2 separate regions of the Mus musculus genome follow, and region 2 is linked to region 1. A link is a contact called in public promoter capture Hi-C data. All regions are on one chromosome and are shown on one strand. Each heading gives the region's core, a stretch centred on a gene start, on an enhancer-like site or on the middle of the called end of the contact. The rest is flanking DNA. Distances are from core to core; before and after follow the strand shown.

The links. Promoter capture Hi-C pulls out the DNA fragments that hold promoters and counts their contacts.
Region 2: a promoter capture Hi-C map of hippocampal neurons shows a contact between it and region 1, with 10 times the contacts expected there. The contact joins the promoter of C7 here to the promoter of Ccdc152 in region 1. A contact is called at or near these places in 9 of 39 promoter capture datasets (the 3T3-L1 cell line, the C10 cell line, the HPC-7 cell line and 5 more).

Annotation. Positions count from the first base shown.
Region 1 is chr15:3,301,173-3,306,515 of GRCm38.p6, reverse strand. Ccdc152 (coiled-coil domain containing 152) reads left to right here and starts at 2,990. Exons shown (of 9, transcript NM_001166063.3): 1 at 2,990-3,020; 2 at 5,323-5,343. The coding sequence starts at 5,325. It overlaps Gm41254 (a long non-coding RNA gene), which reads right to left. Exons shown (of 5, transcript XR_003951534.1): 3 at 5,294-5,343.
Region 2 is chr15:5,061,093-5,066,435 of GRCm38.p6, reverse strand. It overlaps C7 (complement component 7), which reads left to right and starts at 2,663. Exons shown (of 18, transcript NM_001243837.1): 1 at 2,663-2,779. The coding sequence starts at 2,774.

The sequences.
Region 1 (5,343 bases), core at 1,741-4,240:
CAGGTCAGATATAAATTTTAATCTTTATAGAAGAGAAAACCAATGTTCAGGAAAAGTAAATGATTAACTTTGTTAATCAACTAACTGACTAAGTCATGGTAAAAGATCCAGGCCCTATAGTTGGCTGAATTTTCAGGAACAAGTCAAACTAAATATGATTTAACGGAAGAAAATCTTCTCAAATGGTTCACAGTGTTAAGGACATTAAAAAACAATTGCTTGAAATTTAAAGACATGTGCACATACCCATAAACAGATGCATATACACATAATTTAAAACTCTTAAAATTCTTTTAGAAGAGAGAAAGGGATGGAGAGATGGGTCAACAACAAAATACTAGAGAAAATACTCAAAGCAAAATTATATGCAGAGGAGAAATAAAGACACACTTGCCATGGGAAAGAATATATTTCATGAGATTCTATTAGTAAAGGAGATGTATAAAGAAATACAATACATTCAACACAGTAAACCAAAAACAAAAACAAAAAAACTCCTCATACTAGCTTGGGAAAGAAAAATAATAATAATATAACCAATCATAAAAAGAACAAACAAATACAGAGATCATTTAATATCTATTAAAATCTTAAGTGTACGTGGCTTCAACTTATCAGTAAAGAGACACACACTGGGTGACTGGATTAAAAAATATTACTAGGTCCAATTGTTTGTTTTTACTAAAAAATACAACTCATAAAGACACCCACAGGCTGAACCTCAAATGATTGAGGTCTGATTTGACCTACCAAAATTAAATCAAGGTTATAAAGGTTATAAAGAATAAAAGCAGATCCAAAATAATCTATGATGTTGAACTGGTATGTCTCTCAACAACAACAAAAAAAGCATGTTGCACTAAAAGGAGTCACTTCCAGGTTCCACAAACTTGTAAAGATGAGGTAACACCAATCAATATTCCTCAAACAATATCAAAAAAACAAAAACAAAAACAAACAAACAAAAAAAAAACGGAAAGGGGAACAAAAATCACAAACTAATCCTATGAAACCAGCACTAACCTGATGTCAAAACTGAATGCAGGGTATGGACAGATGGCTTGGTGGTTAAGAGCACTTGCTGATCAATCAAGAGGACCAGAGTATGGGTACCAGCATCTATAGCAACAGCCCACAAATACCTGTACTTCAATCAATAGAAGGCTCCCTTGACCCACAACTAGAAGGGAAGTTTCACAGGTTTGACAGTTGGGTTTTTGTTATTCTGCCTCTTGAGGGGAACATTATAGTCCAAGTCATGTAAGTTCATTTAAATGACATATATACATATGAATGTAAGAGTTGGTGCCTTGAAAAGTCAAAGAAGATCAAGAAAACCTTAGCCCCATTAATGAAAGAGAGACAGAGAGAGAGACAGAGAGAGACAGAGAGAGACAGAGAGACAGAGAGAGACAGAGAGAGACATACACACACACACACACACACAGAGAGAGAGAGAGAGAGAGAGAGAGAGAGAGAGAGAGAGAGAATCCAAAATTACCAGTATTAGACATGAATTGGGGAACATTACAATAGACACCAAAGAAATTCAGAATATTATAAAGGGATACTTTAAAGATGTGTACTCCATTCAGTTAAAAAATCTAAAAGGAATTGGACACATCTAGATTGGCATGAATCATCAAATTTAAACCAAGAAATGATCAACAACTTCAACCAGCCCATCAAAGACACACACAAAAAAGGAATATATTCTTAAGTTATAAAGAAAGAAAGAAGAAGGAAGGAAGGAAGGAAGGAAGGAAGGGAGAGAGAGAGAGAGAGAGAGAGAGAGAGAGAGAGAGAGAGAGAGAAAGGAAGAGGCAGAGTATTACCAACTCCTTTTATGAAGCAGCATTTCTCTAATGCTCAAACCACGTAAAAACACAACGAATGAAAGAAAATTACAGACCAGTATTCCTGATGAGCATGTAAAGAATCTCATCTTTTTTTTTCTTTCTTTCTTTTTTTTCCCCCCAGAAGCAATGGTAATTCAATCTCCGGGTGCAACAACTAAAACCTAATCTTTCAAGTCTTATTAAAATCTGATTCCTCCGGTGGTGAATCCTTTCAGATCAGCCATGATACCGGGAAATTCTTACCCCTCTACTGTCCAGTTCCTTCATCTATTTGTTTTTCAAATCCCTATCTATGCGTTGGTACCAATGCTAAAGAAAACTTGAACACGCAGTGGGGACTCAAATTCTCCACTTGGATCCAGTTCTAATACTTTGCTATACCTTAAACTTTCAAATAATGAAATATGAATAATCCTATTACTGTTTACATTCCTGTGCCTGAAAAAATTAATTCTATAGAAAAATCAAATTAATGAAATTTAAGTTTTTATTTCTCATTCAAATACCTTTTCAGCAGATACATTTCAGCTACTACAGGACAACATTGGAAATTATGATAATTTTTGAACACTTGAAGCAAGAGACCCTATCATGTTTTAAGTGATAAATTCATTTAATTGGTAGAACAACCTTAATGAGTAGAAATTTTTATTAATGATACTATATGGATAAAAAGCTGGGACACACAAAAAAAATTAGGTTGCCCAAGACAAAGACATTGGTAGAACTTACATTATAGTCCATGCCCTGAATCACTAAATCAGTAAGAGAATAGACATGAAACTATCAAATAATTGAATCTGGTACTTTAAAGGGCTTATAAACCACTGGGATGAATATGGGTTCTTATTTATTTAATTGTGCTGATGTATAAACCAAGCAAAGCTGGTTCATTCTTAAGTTGCCAAAACAGTGATTAGTCTGGCAGTGGCTGAGTGTTGTTCTGTGGTCTAAGAAATCCATGAAAGCACCTAGGAGGATGTAAATTGGTGGGGCTCTAAGGTATTCTCTAGGAGAGGGTGCTGACCGGCCAAGGAGAACGGCGGACCCAGAGGTGGGGGACCCTGCTTCCCACCCGGAAGAGGACTAAAATCTGAAACGGACCAGCTACCCGCACCCGAAGGACTTTGCTGGAGACTGGATGTCGCGCCTTGGCAGCAGGTACGTTCCAAGCTCTTCCCTGGAGATTCGAATCCCAGTTTTCCATCGATTCTTTTCCTGACACCTCCTTGAAGTGTCCTGGATTCCTGCAGTTTTATCCTACCCACTCCTCTCACACCGGAGCCCCTTGCCCACACCCCTGCGCGTCTGTTGGGCCTCAGAGGACAGCGGAACGCCATGGTGGGCCTTAGCCCCAGGGTCTGAGAGTAAAGCCTCGGAGAGCTCAGAAGAAAGAACAGGGAACAAGCTGAGCCCCACTCCTGGCACCTATGAGTGCCAGGGCCCAACTGAGTGGGGCTGGAGAGAAGTCAAGCCCTGGGATGCCCACGTCAACAGCCACCGAGCTGAAGAAGGAAATGAAACTATCTCTTGCCAGTGGACATGGTGGAGACTGAGCCTTGAACGCCATATAAGTAGAGAACTCAGTAAGCACTGAATCACTAACTTGTTGCCGAGTTTCTCTAGGCAAAACCAAATTCATTGAAAGAATTTGAACCTAGGAAATTGGGAGAAGAGGGCAATTAAGACATGCAGAAATGACCGGGTGGTGGTGATGCATGTCTTCGATCCCAGCATTCAGGAGGCAGAGACAGGACGATCTCCATGAATACCAGACTACCCCCCCATCACCCCCCCCACACACACACACACACACAGACACACACGAATACACAGAGAGAGGGGGGGCGCACTTGGAAAGCAAATGTACTTCCACTGAGCAACATCCTTAGCTTTAGTTACAAGGTGTATATATATATATATATATATATATATATATATATATATATATATATATATATATGTATATATATATATATATATATTCTATGAAGAAAAACAGCTGGAGAAGATTCAGACTCAAATTAAAATGCATTTGATTCAGGAATCTGGGTCTAAGACAGAATTCGTTTTTTAAAATTATTTAAAACGTTAGGAACTAAAAAGGAGAAAAGGAGATTTTTAAATACTTCAGATTATCCTCTAGTTTAAGTAACAATATCAATTAGTGTTTTTTTTTTTTTAACTTTGTTCAACAAAGAATGAAACTGTTTTGTTATGGGGGTTGTCTATTATGATTATTTTTCTACCAGAAGGAACAAGTTTTTACTGAGGTTTTTGAAATATAATTTTACTGATATGCAATACAGAATTGCAAGTGTTTCACTAAACTGGAAGTACATAACCAAAATTCAGATTTCAAAACGATTAAAAGCTGCTACAGTCAAGTAACATAAAAAGAAGAAAGTGGAATTTCTTGACAGAGTAATGTCAGGCAGTGTCCAGTTTGACAAGAATATGACCACAAAAAAAGTATTTTGAATACCATTTATTTTGGACTAGTTAACATCCAATACATGGCCTTGTGGTCTTTTTTCCCAAATCTAGAATAGCTGAGTTTCAAAACTGTATTTCACCACCTTTTTTTTTTTATGTGAGAAAAATGTAATGCCAAGTATTTCACACTTTGATATTGTATTAATCTTGGTTCTAGTAAGACACCTTCACACGCCCACATGTAAATGCTGGTTACATTCGGTTTCCCCATCCTGTGGATGAATCCACCTCTGGGATTCTGAAACATTTTTATGATTGGTTCCAGAGTTAAACTTGAAACTTGCTCTTTATTTCAGCAGTTACTAAACATTACTCATATCCACCCGGAAGCTTTATGTGTATGCTTTTATGTAATCCCAAAAGCATACAAAAAAGTAATATTTTGTGAGTACTTTATTTTCTATGTATCATTTATTTACTAAACAAAATATAAAACACAAGCAGATTAACAGAATATGTGTGTGATAACTCTTAAACAAGCATGTTTAGCATATTAAGTGAGAATGCTTACCTTTAAAAGTTATACCTCAAATTGGATAATATATCAGATTTTAAATCCGTAATGTTTTTGAAAGGCAAAGACAACATAATCATTATGATATAATTATATATTATATTAATTATATATGTATTATATGTAATTGAGATAATAGATTATAATAAATCTAATAATGCAGTCATTTATTTTATTAAATATAAACAAATAATTTTATACAATATATAATATTGTAATATAATATACATACACACATAACCACACAAATTTTAGATATGTTTACAGAAAATTTGGCAGGAGTGAGGGTAGAAAAGAATATAGAAAAGAATGCATTTAACTGCAGCTAATTCCGAGTATATCAAACGTTCTCCATGTAAAATGGAGCTCAGAGGACAATTATTTTAGTGTTTGAATTATGACCAATGTTTGGCATCTTTCTTACTTGGTATTGTCTATCCTTCATTATTTCAGGCATGGATCAAAACAGTGAAG
Region 2 (5,343 bases), core at 1,414-3,913, 1.8 Mb before region 1:
CACTTACATAAGTGGGGTGACCTTGGTCTTCCTGAAGGCACCCCTACTTGCAGGAATATGCTGGGTGCTTTCCCTGAGCACCAATGTGGCTCTTCAGGGTTACTTCTTCCTCCTTGAATCACCATTTTCTTCCTCATTAGCTTGCTGTCAATTCCTTCATTTCTCGGAGTCAGACTTGAAATCCTGCTTAATTGTTATGAATGAAAGAAAACTAAATTCAAGACTTCAAAGCCCTAGCCAAAAAGTTTATTCAAGGTCCATGACTCACGCGGCTTGCTAGTTAGGAGGGCTTTTTGGGCTTAGAACAAAGAACAAAGGCTGTAAAGTCATCCCAGGAACCAACTAGCCATAAAGATAGGGAAGACATACAAGAATGTCTGGACTGGCCCGGCGCCTCCCTATCTCCCGTCCTTCTGACCTAAGTTAAATGTTAACCAGATGCTCTGCTGTTACCTTGATCTGCATGCATGTACAGTCTGCTGATGTTTAAATGGACCAATCATGTGAAACCACGCCAATTCCTCAAATCCCTAGCTTTCAAGTCTCGTGGTCAAATCCACTGTCTCCTGCGTGAGATATGTTTCGACCCAGAGCTCCGCCATTAAACTGCCTCGTGTATTTACATCAAGACGGTCCTTTTCGTGATTTTTGGGTGCACGCCGAATCGGGAACAGAGTGGGGGTTTCCCCACTAGGTTCTTTCAGCTATGTTATGAGAATCTTTTTAGACTTTCTGTCTGTCTTTTAAAGGCTTTTTTTTTTAAACTGAAAAATCCCACGTTATGCTTCCAGTTCCTCTCCTGTACGTACACATGACCCCCATTTGACTCATCCTGATTCACAGTTTCCATTCTTCCTTAAGTGCTTTCCAGACACTGGTTCCCAACTGACCCTTTGGAAAGGTCCACAAAGCTTATGCCAGCAGCCAAACTGCCAGCAGTACAGACCGAATCTATATTGAAAGCTCTTATCCTAATGGTTTCCCCATTGGCAATTCAAACAGATAAACACCCATGTGACATTGTAGCATTAAAGGTCAATCAAGGGAAAGTTATTTCCTTCTGGTCCAGAGAATGGACTCTATGGCCCCGGGTGGAGACAGTCCAGTTGGGCTGATTAGTCACCTGGCTTAGATTCACCTAACACCAGGCTTTTAAGCTGGGAGGAATATTTATCCCTTCAATGAGATAATGAGCTTTTCCTTCTGAGAATTCTACCTTCTGTGTATCTGCTAAAGTCATGGTTCTGTTAGGTGTGTCTGCCCTTCTGAGTCCTAACTCAGAAAGGTAACATTTCCCTTTTCTTCTCTTCTGTCTCAGCTGCTGCTAGAGATTAAGATACGTCCTGCTCCCTCTGGGACCATAACAAAGGAAGCATTTAGTTCTACATCACGCCCTGAGACTATGGTGACACAGTCTGCTTCTTTATGAGTCTGCTTCTTTAAAAAGTTGAATCAGAGCTGGAGGAGTGGCTCAGCAGTTAAGAACACTTGCTGCTCCTGCAGAGGATCCAGGTTCAGTTCCCAGAATCCACGTGGTGACTTAAAACTATGTATAACTCTGGTTCCAGGGGACCTAAGGCCCTCCTTTGGCCTCTGAGGACCCCAGGCACACAGAGGGATGGTAGCCATCCATCCATGCCTGCAAACACTCATGTACATGAAATAAAATAACTTAGAACAAAGAAAACTGAAAACTGGCCATAATGATGTCTCAGTGGGCAAAGGTGCTTGTGACCAAGCCTGAAAACTGGAGTTTGATTCTCAGAACTCACATGGTGGAAGCGGGGAACAGATTCCTTTGACTTCACATGCAGGCTGTAGCCCCCAAACACTTTTTGCGATTAATCTGTGAAAGTCAAAGAAAAAAAAATGTTATTCTCCATTTGTTTCCAGGAAAAAAAAAATCCATTCTCAAACATAGAATTTACTTTTCACAGATGGAGCTACATCCAGATCTACTACAGCTTAAACCTATCCTCCAAAATTTAGTACCCATCGTACATTAGTGGTTATTTTGAGGAAGGGCTTCTAAGCAATAGATGAAGTCATGAGAATGGGGCTCCTATTTTTAGCACTAGTGGTTTTTAAATGACCAAAGAGAGACTTTTGCTACCACACTTATGATGTCTCTCCAAGTGATACCTTGTGTCAGGATGCTTAAAGACAAACTCTCATAGATATTATGTGGATACTGGTTCCATGCTCTTGTATTTCCTCGTTTTCAGAATTATGAGACAAATACAATTTTATATTTTAAAGATCTGAGTCTCAAGTACTTTGTTATTAAAACAGAAAATGGATCAAGAACTCTCCTTTCACAAAGCAATCTCAAAATCTGCTTTATAATATCTGTTAAGAGAATCATGAGAACATGCACTCAGTTTAGTAGATTAAAGTAGTAAAAAGGTTTTGCCCTTATGTTACAGTCTCCTTTGGTTGGAAATCACTTAAATGATGAACTGAAGACATTTACTGTCTTTCCTAATTAACAGATATACTTCCCAGAAACATATCTGTGATTTCCAAATGGTCCCAGCTGGTTGCAGCAAAGGTCTGTGTAACTGATAAAATGCATCTGGCATCAAGGCACAGGTCAAGTACAGAGGCAGGCTCTCTGTGTCCCTGGAGAGTCTGGTGAAGACTCAGCACAGCTGGCTTTATAAGTGAGCAGAAAAAGAATTCAGAGCAGGACAGACTGTGGGGGAGACAAGAGCCTGCCTGTCTTTACAGATGAAATTTTCTTGTTCTCTTCTGTACTGAGTGTTTCCCAAGCATGCAGGTAAGATAATAATGTATGGCTTATATAGTTGAAGGCACCTCAAAGGGGAAGGTCACACTTATCTGAAAGAAATCAAAGAAGAGCAAGATGTGGAAAACGTGGAGGTAAAAGGTCTATGAGTGACTTGAAAAATAATCCTTATATAAGTAAAATTTTAATAGTTCAGCCAAAGTGAATGGGTCTTTCTTGCTTTGCAGTTATAGTCTGAGAGAGTTGGGACAAGGGAACTGAAGATAGTGTTTATGGAAATCCCAAGAAAGCAATACAGGAACACAATGGCACCCTTGTTACTTCTACGGCATAAGTTGTATCCAGTTTGATCATTTATTAATTCTCATTTTGGGCCATGCAGCAAGGTCCTGCTTAGATTATAGAAGAGCTTTATAGAAAGTGGAATCTGTAGCTTTGGAAAGTTAGAATTTAAAATCTTGAGTAAAAGGGTCAGGGCTGTGAGGGCAGAAATGTAAGAACAGGAGTGCAGCTATGGGCTTATCAACATAGATGTTAAACCATCACAAAATAATTGAATTATATATTTTTAAAAGTTACTATGCAATGAACAACCAAAGGCAGAAATCATTGTTACAGGATGAAATTTTAAGATGGAAAACCAAGCTGGAATTGCTATTATTATTTGTGTGTTCATAGGTATGTGTGCATGCCAGATGGTATCCTCCTCCATTGCTGGCCTTCTTTTCTTTTTTTTCCTTTTTTTTTTCCCTTTTCTTTTTGAGATCAGGTTTCTTACTGAAGCTTGCACTCGCCTGCATGACTAGTCTTGCTATACCCTCCTGTCTCTGCATCTCCAGTACTGGGATCATAGGTATATACTGCTGCGCTTGGCTTTTTATGTGGATGCTTGTGTGTATGTGCAGGGTTTGGAGGCAGTTTCTACAAGCACCACAGCCATTAGAGTATCAAACCATGGGAGGCAAGAAGGAAATTTGGTTTAATATAACTCAGTTAACTGCTGTTGGTTTGAAAAACTTTGAAAGTCTGACACCGGGTAGTTTATTTTAGGCATATTTAAGCACAGCACAATATGGAAAAAGTATCCTGATGCTAACCCAGTCCCACGTACTCAAGACATGATTACATATATTTTGGTCAAGTCCAAGTGGCATCTTCCATAAAGATAGGCTCTATGTATTTACTAAGGAAGCAGGCTCAAGTTGGCTCAAGGTAAACTAACTTGGGATAAGTCTCTTGGGGCAGGATAGTGCTGTAGATTGACTGAGATAAAGAGGCTCAAGATTAAGGGTCAGAAGGAGCTAGTTCCACCTGGCCATCCAGATAGAGCAGAGGTCACCAGGTTAATAAATATTAACTACATTCATCCCCAGCCTTCTGAGCAGGTTATACACCTCTCTCTCTCTCTCTCTCTCTCTCTCTCTCTCTCTCTCTCTGGAGAGACAACCATGTGTTTTAATGTTTTAATATTCCTGGTTTTCCAAGTGCTTATCTGTGAGCACAAGGATCTGCATGCCTCTTACAGATGCTGGGGACCAAACTCAGATCCTTACGTGTGCACAGCAGGTGCCTTACCAAATGAGCCAGATTTGATATTTAAAAACAAACATGCTGCATTAGCAAACTGGGCAATGTGGATTGCCCCACAGTTAATGTGCTGCCCACCTGTCCAGAACCCATACTCACTAGTGAAGTTGGAGAAGGACCCAGATGTAGATTTTCAGTAACCTTTGAATGAAGTAGTTAAAAGTTGAATGTAAACTGCCAAGTTGATGCACTGAAGGCTACAATGTTACAGCAACAAAGAAGTCTACAAATTTAGATTTACAGTCTAATTTGAAATTTATCTTAGTGTGCCTTGTAGGTTCACTTGACAATTTAGAATCCTCGTTACTCCAAGAAGGAAGTCACCTTGCTAACCTGTGTTTTCTAATACTTGTATTAGCTGCCAATCAATTTCCTTCCTCATTTTAAGATGACACATCTTAATAATTGTTTTATGTTTAAAATGTGTTTCATGTCATTGATTTATGACATTTTAATGTAACAATAGATTTTCCCCCTTTTAATAGGCTGGTCCGATGCCAACAGATTAAGCAATGGTTCCATTCCAAGATGCACACAGTTTTTGCTTGTCTTTAAAAGCACATGGTGTTTACAGTCTTTAGAGCAAACCTGGAAAACATGCTTTTGTGATATGTTTCCAACAAACAAGGGAGACATGGGGAAGCCTGGAGCTATCAAATAGCAGAAGTGATCTCCATGTCTGGTGTTTTAAGGAGGAATGATCTTTGACTTCCTTCTCCATCCATGTCAGCTAAACTCAGGAGAATGGCTCCAGAAGTCCCCCTTGATTCTCTCAGTATCACGTGAATAGGAGGTGACTTGGGGCTGAGCTGTTAAAGAAGGATTCAGAGCCAAGGAACGTCTCTCTGAGCTAGTTATAGGGCAGTGGTGTTGTCTGCCTTCCTAGATCTGAGTTCAGTTTAGAATCAGTGAAATCAGGGACTGGCTCATCAGCTAGAATATAAAGTGGAGCCAGGTGAGCTAGTGTTCATTTGGGGGTGAAGCACAAGAGACAAGAACTGAAGGTG